Linked DNA regions of Zea mays: regions 1 and 3 are each linked to region 2. Evidence: chromatin contacts called from public Hi-C data. All regions are on one chromosome and are shown on one strand. The core of a region is the stretch at or near the end of the contact, and the rest is flanking DNA. Distances in the headings are between cores, read along the strand shown. Region 1 holds the start of LOC103654668. Region 2 overlaps LOC103654671 (a long non-coding RNA gene). Region 3 holds the start of LOC103654672 (probable protein phosphatase 2C 14).

Region 1 (3,099 bases), core at 13-2,512, 210 kb before region 2:
CCGCGCGGTGGCGTCGGCGCGCGCCTCAGCGAAGCGGGCGTCGAGACGTGGGCCACAGAGGTCGGCGTGCTGCAGCTGCAGGTCCGGCAGCCCGACATGGCGCAGGAAGGCCCGGAGCTTGGGATGGCCAGCGGCAGAGAGCGATACGCCAGACGATGACTCTAGGAACCAGTCCGACAGCAGAGCGAGCGCCGCGTCAGCCTGCGGCCTGGGCATCATGGCGACCGGCGATGCTTTGGGTGATTTAAGGCGCTTCACGCTGTCCTCGAGCTTGGCGAGAGCGCTCAAGTCGTCTTTGCCACCGGAGAGCACGAGTGCCGACTGGTGGGGCGGAGGGGGCGCCGGCAGCGCGGGCAACGCCGGTGAGTGGACCGAGGGCGGGTCAACAACGACGAGGTGGTGATGGTGGGACCCGGGGTCTGCTGTCGTGTACGCGGGGGGCATGGAGTTGCGCTTGCGATTGCGGAATTGGTGGTGGTGTTGATGGCGGCGGCGAGGCGAGGAGGGCGCAATTGAGGAGATGGGGACAGGCGACGATGCGGTGGAGTTGGACGGTAGCGAGAGCTGCTGCTGCTGCGAGCCCGAGGCGCCGGCGAGTCCCTGCGGACGGGCAGCGAAGTTGGGGCAGGTGCCACGCTTTAGGTGCTCGGATGCGGTCCGCGACGGGTTGGAGGCGGAGAAGACGGCGGAGCACAAGGCGCAGCGCAGCTTGACGGCCTTGGGCGGCATGGCGGTGTCGGTGGGCGGGATGAGAACGGGCTCGAGGTGCGCCCAGTACCAGGCACCCTTGCCCTTGACCGCCTTGGACCGCACAGCGAGGAGGGCTTCGTAGCGCTTCTTGGCGGCGCGCGCGGCGGCCTCCTCGCCGCCCATTCCGGGCGCCGTGGCCGGCACCGAAGCGGGCGCCTCCTCCTCCTCCTCCTCCTCCTCCTCCTCCTCCTCCTCCTCCTCCTTGGCCGTTGCCGCGGACATGGCCGTCGGACCGACCCAGCGAACAAGGGGCAGAGGAACCGACCGACCAACCAACGATCGGCGAACCCGATCACGCCGGGCGCGGTACGGAGAGAAGAAAGGGAACCACACCCGCTCTTCCTTTCCGGTCACCAACCCGCCAACCGAATCCCGCGGTGGCGGCGGCGTGCAACTCCCCGCGCTGCGCGGCTAATGCCGGAGTCGGCACCTGGCGGCGCCCGCGGACGGCGATCGGAGCGGCGCATTGGGCGGCGGCCGCTGCGGTGAGCCGTCCATGCGCGCGCGGGAGCCGGGGTGGGTGGGGTGGGGTATTTCGTGGAGGTTTTGTGGGGTTTAGAAAAGAGGATTTGGGATGCGTCAGAGGAGAAAACAAATGCGATGCGGTGCGGAGCCCAGGTAGAAAGCGAGAGAGCAGAGAGACACAAGAAAAGGGTTTGATAGGGACAAAAGAAGGATGAGATGAATGAATTGAAAAGTCCCCTAAATATATAGGGTACTTATTGGAGCAACTTCAATAGTTATGTATAATTATGCTACCTAAATCTTAGATTTAGCAAGTACTTAAATACTATATGAAAAAAAACGTATCTCGTCCAACAGTTCTATATATATTACTTTTTAAATATGTTAAAATTTAACATGTCACCCATCTGAGTGGGACCATCATCGATGGCATATTCAACTTGGTGAGTTGTGTTGACCTTTTAATTTACAGTTGCAATTGTTTATTTATTTATTTCCGACACGTGTACGTGCGGCTATTGTATTGGCAATTATTTAATCTCTAGCTGACTGTCGTTGTTCGACGCATGGGCTATGTTAATATATCGTTACTATAAAGTGAAAAAGGCAGCGAAATACAAAAATTACCGTCAATTTTTTTTTGTTTAAGGAGTTGGTAAATGGTTACTAAATGTAGAGAGAAAATAAGGTTAGATGAGAAGTAGCTAAATTTATGAAGTTCATTTAGAGAACCGTTGGAGAGGAGCTTTTAGTTTAGTTACTTAAATTATTAATTTAGAGAGTCTTTTAGAAAACTATTGGAGTTACTCTTATATTTATATACTAGTATGCTAATATATAGTATTTTTTTTCTTTTTTAGACGTTGCTTTATATAGCGTTCCTCTCCACACACGGCACGCCAGCACAACACTTGCCAAAAATGCTGAGGAGAGGAAAGCAGTCACTAGTATTCGTACATGATTGTGAGGGTGTAGGCAAGAGTAGCGAGTGATTTGTTTGCTGGGACTGCAGATGCTGATAGCGGTAGGCGGACGAAGACTAGAGAGGCATGGATGGGTAGTCGGATTGAGGCCGACTTTACGGGGACGGACATGGGAACCGAATGACGAAGGAGTGGGGAGGTACAGGGTGTGGTTGATGCGTGGACTAAAGTTTAGTCGGCATATGCATATGTTTAAATATTTAGCTAGTCGGTTGATCGTGTGTTGCAATCGTATTACAACAATATCCATGTAAATTATTTATCAAATTTTTTTAAGATTTTTATTGATTATCTTCGCTCTTCGTATAATACTTTTTTGATTTGACTAACTGATGTTGTTGTTTACTTCATCTAATATGTTTTGATACAACACGTCAAATGAAGAGAGCGATTAAAAGAGAGTTCACAACAACTAACTGAATGAACAGATATTATAGAATGACATAATTCTACCATGCAGAGACCAAATAAGAGAAAGTTTACGAGCTCAAGTTTCTAAAATAAGCCACATGAACTCAAACTTATAAAAAAGATAGATCAAAATATGAAGTGGTTGTTAAAGTCAGGCAATAATAAAAATTGGATGCACTCCAAACAAATTATGATACTTCGTAGTAATTACTAACGTTTAAAACCAACAAATAACTTTTCCTTTTACTGTTAGTGTGACAAATCATTGTTGCTCCATCCAGTTCAGCAACCTCAAACATCATGGAGTCCATTACGCAAATGTGGACTCAGAAACGAACTAATGCTTACAAGAGCCAAGAATACAAGGGACGAGCACCCTGTGGTAGTGCCCGCATGGATCTTCAAATCCTAACACATATTTTGCAGGATCCATGAGCCATCATCAGAAAAACACAAACCATGTGCATACAATAAATAAAGTATTAACACA
Region 2 (3,160 bases), core at 503-3,002:
TGCAATAGTTTTCATAACACGGCTGTGAAGAGATGTGACAATCTTTTGAAGCCTGGACAATCTATTGGAAATGTTTTTAACAAACAGACCACTGTCAGTAAAGAGGAACATCTGATTAGATTAAAGACTTCCATCAAAGCTGTTCGTTACTTGTTGCATCAAGGTTTGGCTTTTCGTGGCCATGATGAATTAGAGGAGTCTAAAAATAGGGGAAATTTTAAAGAGTTAGTAAAGCTTTTGGCAGAGGAAAATGACAAAGTATGGATTCAGCTTTATGTCTCAAATCTAACATTGATAAGTTGTTTGTTAAGTATGGATTAAGCATAAAACAAGTCAGAGGACAGGGCTATGATGGGGCTAGCAATATGAGAGGTGAGTTCAATGGATTAAGGGCTTTAATCTTAAGAGAGAACAGCTCAGCATATTATATACATTGCTTTGCTCATCAGTTACAGTTAGTCATTGTTGCTGTAGCTAAAAAGAATGATGACTGTAGTGATTTCTTTGACATGATATCCCTATTGCTTACTGTGGCTGGATCTTCTTGCAAGCGTAAAGTTATGATCCGAGAAAATCAACAAGAGAGAGTTAGCAAATCCATAGGAAGTGGAAAACTAAGCAGTGGAACTGGATTAAATCAAGAGCAATCCCTCCAAAGAGCTGGAGATACACGTTGGGGTTCACATTATAAAACTCTCAAGAGCCTAAGTCGTGAGCTTAACTTTTTCATTGATAATGTGCGAGCTGATGAAAGATTTTCTAGCTTGATCTCTATTTCTGCACTTGCAAGGCTGATGGTGGATACAACAAAACATACGAGTTTTCCTTTGGTCTATCGACTTCTCAAGCTAGTACTGGTTCTTCCAATCGCCACTGCATCGGTTGAGAGGTGCTTTTCAGCGATGAAAATTGTGAAGACAATGTTAAGAAATCGTATTGGAGATGGATTTATGAATGATTGTATAATATGCTTCGTGGAACCAGGATTTCTAGCCACAATTCCAACTGATGATGTGATAGTTCGCTTTCATAAGATAGAGGACCGTACCCGTAGAGGAAAAATATAGAAGGTATGTAAATACTATTGCAAAAGCTTATTTGTCACAATATGTTGCTTTTCTTTTTTAAACTATCGATGTTATGCATGACATCATATTTTTCAACATGTAAGTTATTATCAACCCCAGTAACAAATTATCCTGGCTTCGCCCCTGGTGTCGGGTATAGCTCCTCGCAAGCATAAATAGATGGCCCCGTGACCGCCTCGTCCATTGGCTCACGACTCACGGCCACCATAGAAGGTTTGGCGTAGAGAGAATCTGAGAGGGAGAGACTGTCGCCACTGACGAACTCGAGTGGGATCGCGGCCCAGCCCTCAATGCGTGGTGGGAGATGTTCGCTGAGACATGTGTAGTCTTTAGGATGCTTCCTCGCATGCGGTGACCTGTGGCCTGTGGGAGCTCAGGGAATTTCTCACCGTCGTGTCACGACACCGAGGAACCACCGCGAACCATGGTAATCCACATCATAGTCTTGAATACCGGTAAATTCTATACCCATAGGTTCGCCATAGCCTCACTCATCTTTTACACCAATTCTCGTCGCGATTAAATCATCGAATCGTGGGATTGCCGCGCACCGGGGGTGCTCCGCCGTGAGGGAAAAGCACCTCCACCGCCAGTGTGCACTGGGAGGGAGAAACGTGCCCGACCATTGATCATCTAATGGACGATCAAGATTAAAACAGCCCTTACCCCTTCGTCGCATTAAACGTTAGCCATCGGATTAAGATATGTCAGCTAGAACCACGCATGTGTGATCGGCTGTGGCATATATGCATGAGACCCTCAGGTTTTCCCAAACCAACCCACCATCCTTTCTCCGTTAAAACTAATTAGAAACAAGTCCCTTGATTTTGCAAATAAGTCCCTAAAGCTCGATTTTAATTATAAAAATGACCTAAAACCTCATTTATTCTCTATATTGCTTGTTTTATTTTTGTTTTAGTCCATTCAAATTGCGATAGTTTCATAATAAAATTGTCTACGCAGTGACAAACATTATTTTGTCATATCGCATATTTTTATAATTAGATATTTATTTACCCTATATATAGTAAACTAATCTTTCTAATCAAAGTAATATGTCTGTAATTATAATTTGACTAGAAGATGATCTCTAACCAAAATGTAACTCATATTAAAGTTGAATTGGTTATTGCTTTAATACCTTTTCTCATGATTTATAAAATCAACATAAGACCTAGTTTTAATTTTTTAATCACGTAAACCACATCATTTAAATTGTAGCTCCGATTTAAGTGGTTCTCAAACCTATGACCTCGTAGCGACACGTAGAATAATAATGTGTGGTTTGTTCCCATCTTTGTTGTATTGTTACCATATTCATTATTTGCTTGATTGTATGAACTTTTGTGGCAACATCTGCACAACTAGGTTATCCAAAGTATAAGGCAGTTGTGCCCTTGATCATTTTTTACCTAATAATGTTCTCTATAATCACCGTGACATGCTCAGGTTAATTTTATGGGACCTAATAGGTTACCTTAGTTTTAATCACCTACCTTGCAAACAAATGAACTATTGGGTAGTCTTGCTATTGCTCTACCTAGTTCCGGGATCAATACTATAAATTATGATCATGTTTCATTATTATTGTTGGTTTAGTTATTTTTCATGATAAGGTTATTTCATTAATTGGAACATGGAGCGACCACCCGAGGAAACAGTGCTACCACAAGGGTGGAATGGGACGCCCTTGATCGATTAATTAAGAAAGCTAGTTTGAGTTAATCTTTTCTCGAAAGGGGCATGCGGTGTGTGGGGAGCTGCCGATATAGGGAGGTTCTCAGATCGATCTGTCTGTGATAGGTTTTCGGATGAGGGATTCCTATATCGCCCCCTCGGCCTAAAACCGTAGCGGGTTCTCTCATGCTAGTAGAACTTTAGAAAGGCGTCGTAGTGCTACCCCGCCTCACCTTCTCGGTAGAGGTGTATGGGATCCATACAACCCCGTGGAAGATGGGTATCATGACTAGTAGGTAAAGATGCACAACCTCTGTAGTGTAAACTGGTATATCAGCCGTGCTCACGGTCATGAGCAGCTCGGACCCTCATATGAGTAATTTATGGAATTAAAG
Region 3 (3,378 bases), core at 599-3,098, 140 kb after region 2:
TGGGTTAGGACGGGCAGCCTGGCAGTGGATAGTTGCTTTACATCCTATAAGGCAATGGGAGCAAGCGGGTAAGTTTCGAAAATGATTTGACAAATGATATTGGTGGTTCTTACTTCATATCCCCTCCAAGCTGCAATCAGCCTTTCATAACATCGTAGGTCCTTGCATTTTTAGCAAGGATAATTAAGATGCGGTTCATAGGTATGAATATATTTGAAATGATTAGATGTTGGAGGCGGATTTAAGATGTTGTGTGGCTTTTGCTTCTTGATTTGCTGCTTGCTTCCTTCTTTTGCCAATCCAGCGGTTTCTTGCATTGAAAATGTGGAGCTAAAGTGTGTATGTTTTGTTACACAAACGTTGGTGTTGTTGTGCTCCTTTTGCTGAAGCACTGCCTTTTACGGTTAGCGACACTCAATGTTCGATCACTTGTACAAAACAAGATATGTATTTTCTTTTGAGCAATTCTTTTAAAATATATGGGGGCAATGAAGAGCTTCATATTGTGTTGAACCTCAGTCTGTAATATTAAGTTGCAAGTGAGAGTTTTATACTTACGACATGCTACATTTTGTTATCCTTATAGTTGGTTAGCCTATTGCAGAAGGTGGTTGAACTTGTACTTTGAGACCAAATATATATTGCATACTTGATATTATACTATTATTTGAGCTTGTCTTATTGTACTCTTATCTGTTCTTATGAAGATTAGAGGAATGTGTTTGGGGTGAGTAATTTTTTTGTGTTGTTTCCTCTGTCCATGGCCATGGAGGAGCAAAAGAGGCCACCTAGCTCGAAGATAGCGCCAGTGTCCATGAAGGCGTCCTCCGCAAATGCGACACTTCAAGGCATGAAGAACAGAAACCATTTTCGAAGGGACGGGAAAACTGCACTGCAACAAGACGTGTGTGTATTGTTCTACCTGGTGTTTAGTCGTAAGCCTATTGCATTTCTGTTGAGGACGTTCAGCGTTTTCGATTTTGTCTTACAGGTGGACAAGCTGAGGAAGAAGTTGTGGCACGAGAAGAACGTCCACTGAGCTCTAAAGCAGACGTTCGCGAGGCCGCTCTGCCTCGCCTCCCTATTGTCTCAAGTCAATGTCCTTCTTTGCTTTTCGATCAATTTCACAGGCAAGAAGCAACCTAACCAATAATTTGTTGCCCTTCCGAAGGACTCGATACACTTTCTGATTTCTGCCTCTCCTGAATTGTTCCTAGACATTGGAGCTTCTGGCCCCGTTGCAAGTGGAAAATCCTTGTACTTAAATGTTGCAATGTAGTGGTCCCGTTGCAACGCACGACACTCACCTAGTTTACTTAATAAAATAATCTATTCGGTTTGAAATTTGATATTTCATCACTTTCTAAAGTTTAGATATAAGCCTAGCTTAATTTTACGAGGTGGAGTATGGAAAATGATTTAATGTATCAGTAGAATATATTTCTACTCTACAATTTATAGGATGCTCTTCAGCCAACTTCTCTGTAGTAAAAATGTAGCATATTTGACATTTATAAATAGTAGTATATAAATATATTTTACATAAAACCGTATCAGTTTAATTGATATGTGTATAAATTATTATTATTAGAATGTAATTTAATTCCAAGTATCCAAACGGCATATTAATGATGTTACTATATGTGAAAGTGAACTTGTCGCTTTAGCAGCCTGTTTAATTCATGATGGCTTATGTTTTCTCTCTGGAAAATAGAGGAAAAACATAGAAAAATCGTTTGGTTTGGGGTCCGACACGACACGAAGTTTAGTCAACTTCGCGTCTCTTTCTCGTGCTTCTCTATTCGCCGTTTTAATGTCCCGTCCCCCTATCGGCCACCACTTCCCCCTCCCCTCCAACGGCGAGAGATCGAATATTAAGCACCGCCGCCGGCCTCGTTCTCCTCTCGTCCTCTGGGCTAGATTAGCCGGTTAATCAATCAATCGATTCGTTGTTGCTAAGAGCCTTTTTAAGTATGGGATTACGCAGGTTTCTTGTTTCCTAACCACCACTTCTGTACTAGTACTATACTATACCAATCCATGGATAGAGACAGACAGAGGGGTTGGGTTTTGGTTGCGCTGCTTGACTCGCCCCGTGCCCGTGTTCTTGCTGCCCTTTTCAGGCATATATAACATTCCTCTTTTTACACTACATCCATCCCCGCTTGATTAGCGGCAGCCACTCTCTCCCTCTCCACTCTTGGTGTCCGAGTCCCTTGGCCGTACGCTCTGCCTCACTCCTCCGTTTCTTGCTTCTCCTGCCGCCGGCGTCGGAGAGCGAGCTTCTCGGCGGGCGGCGGCGGCGCGCGGCGCCGGGTGCGGATCGGCCGCGGGTGCATGGTGGAAGCCGCCGCCGGGCGCCGGTCAGGCACCAGCCGTCGGCGGCCTAGCGGCAGCGGAGGGGAGCACCAGCGCCTGGTTGCGCTCGCCGTCGCCGCGCGCGTCGCCATGGTCAGCACCCGGTCTGCGGGTCCAGCAGTGGCGGGAGGAGATGGAGCGGGAGCTGCTGGAACAGGCGCCGGCCCCGCTGCCGGTAGAGGACGATGCATGGAGGACTTCTTCGACTGCCTCCTCGGCTTGCTCGGCGCGTTAGGCATGACATGGGCTACGGCGCGGCCCCAGCGGCAGCCGCTCCCGCCGCTGCCTCGCGGGGTTGGGGCGGGGCCTGAGCCAACCGACGCCCGGCGTTTCGCAGCGGCGCTCAGGGCCACCCCCGGCCGGATCGCTGGCAATGGCGCCTGCGCCGTCGCGTCACTGTACACGCTGCAGGGCAAGAAGGGCGTCAACCAGGATGCTATGATCTTCTGGGAGGTAAAGGAGAAAAAAGAACCATCTTTTCCCTGCTTTCTTGTCTGTACTTCTCACACATCTTGTGCTGTGAGATTCTTGATGTACTTTTCCCCACTGTTCTTGATCAGATCTCCCCAAGATCTAAGCAACCTTGTTCTTACTCCGGATTAGTTTGCCTGACATATCCTGTGTTCCAGATTTTTTATTCGACGGAGAAGTTCAGATTCAGATTTTACTCTTCTGTAATTTGATCTTAATGCAAGCCTCAGGGAATTGTTTGTTTTATCTTTGGCCACAGCTTATGCATGTTCTTATCGCAACATGAGCACACAATATGAAACTATTCAAGAATTGAACTTTTACTCAAATCCTATATATATTTGACACTGGTTGCCATTGGATGTTGATAATTCCTATTTGGTAGTCTTATTCAAACCTAATAATTGGTGTTGAGTTGGAATACTTCATGGAGGTTGGAGGGGCTCCACATGATTCTCATCCTTATCCAATACTAGTTTTTTTTCCCCTTTCTCCATCTCCTCGTTGGATGATCTTATCTGCTTGAAGCCCCATCCTCCCCTTTCCAAA

The links. Hi-C and Micro-C count contacts between places; a contact is called where the count stands out from the background.
Region 1: a contact with region 2 is called in a Hi-C map of ear, with 1.6 times the contacts expected there. The contact joins the promoter of LOC103654668 here to the enhancer-like site in region 2. A contact is called at or near these places in 2 of 25 Hi-C or Micro-C datasets (ear and tassel).
Region 3: a contact with region 2 is called in a Hi-C map of leaf, with 3 times the contacts expected there. The contact joins the promoter of LOC103654672 here to the enhancer-like site in region 2. A contact is called at or near these places in 2 of 25 Hi-C or Micro-C datasets (both in leaf).

The regions. Positions count from the first base shown.
Region 1 is chr4:225,418,739-225,421,837 of Zm-B73-REFERENCE-NAM-5.0, forward strand. LOC103654668 reads right to left here and starts at 1,263. Exons shown (of 1, transcript XM_008681506.4): 1 at 1-1,263. The coding sequence starts at 972.
Region 2 is chr4:225,625,414-225,628,573 of Zm-B73-REFERENCE-NAM-5.0, forward strand. It overlaps LOC103654671 (a long non-coding RNA gene), which reads left to right. Exons shown (of 3, transcript XR_566264.3): 3 at 1-1,150. Among protein-coding and RNA genes, the nearest start is that of LOC103654671, 3.0 kb to the left of the region's middle. Within about 2 kb of position 1,753, at least 16 of the 20 cell types and tissues checked have an H3K27ac peak or open chromatin away from gene starts, as enhancers often do. A contact at or near this core is called in ear and leaf, where this site is marked.
Region 3 is chr4:225,768,237-225,771,614 of Zm-B73-REFERENCE-NAM-5.0, forward strand. It overlaps LOC103654672 (probable protein phosphatase 2C 14), which reads left to right and starts at 1,849. Exons shown (of 5, transcript XM_008681516.4): 1 at 1,849-2,811. The coding sequence starts at 2,338.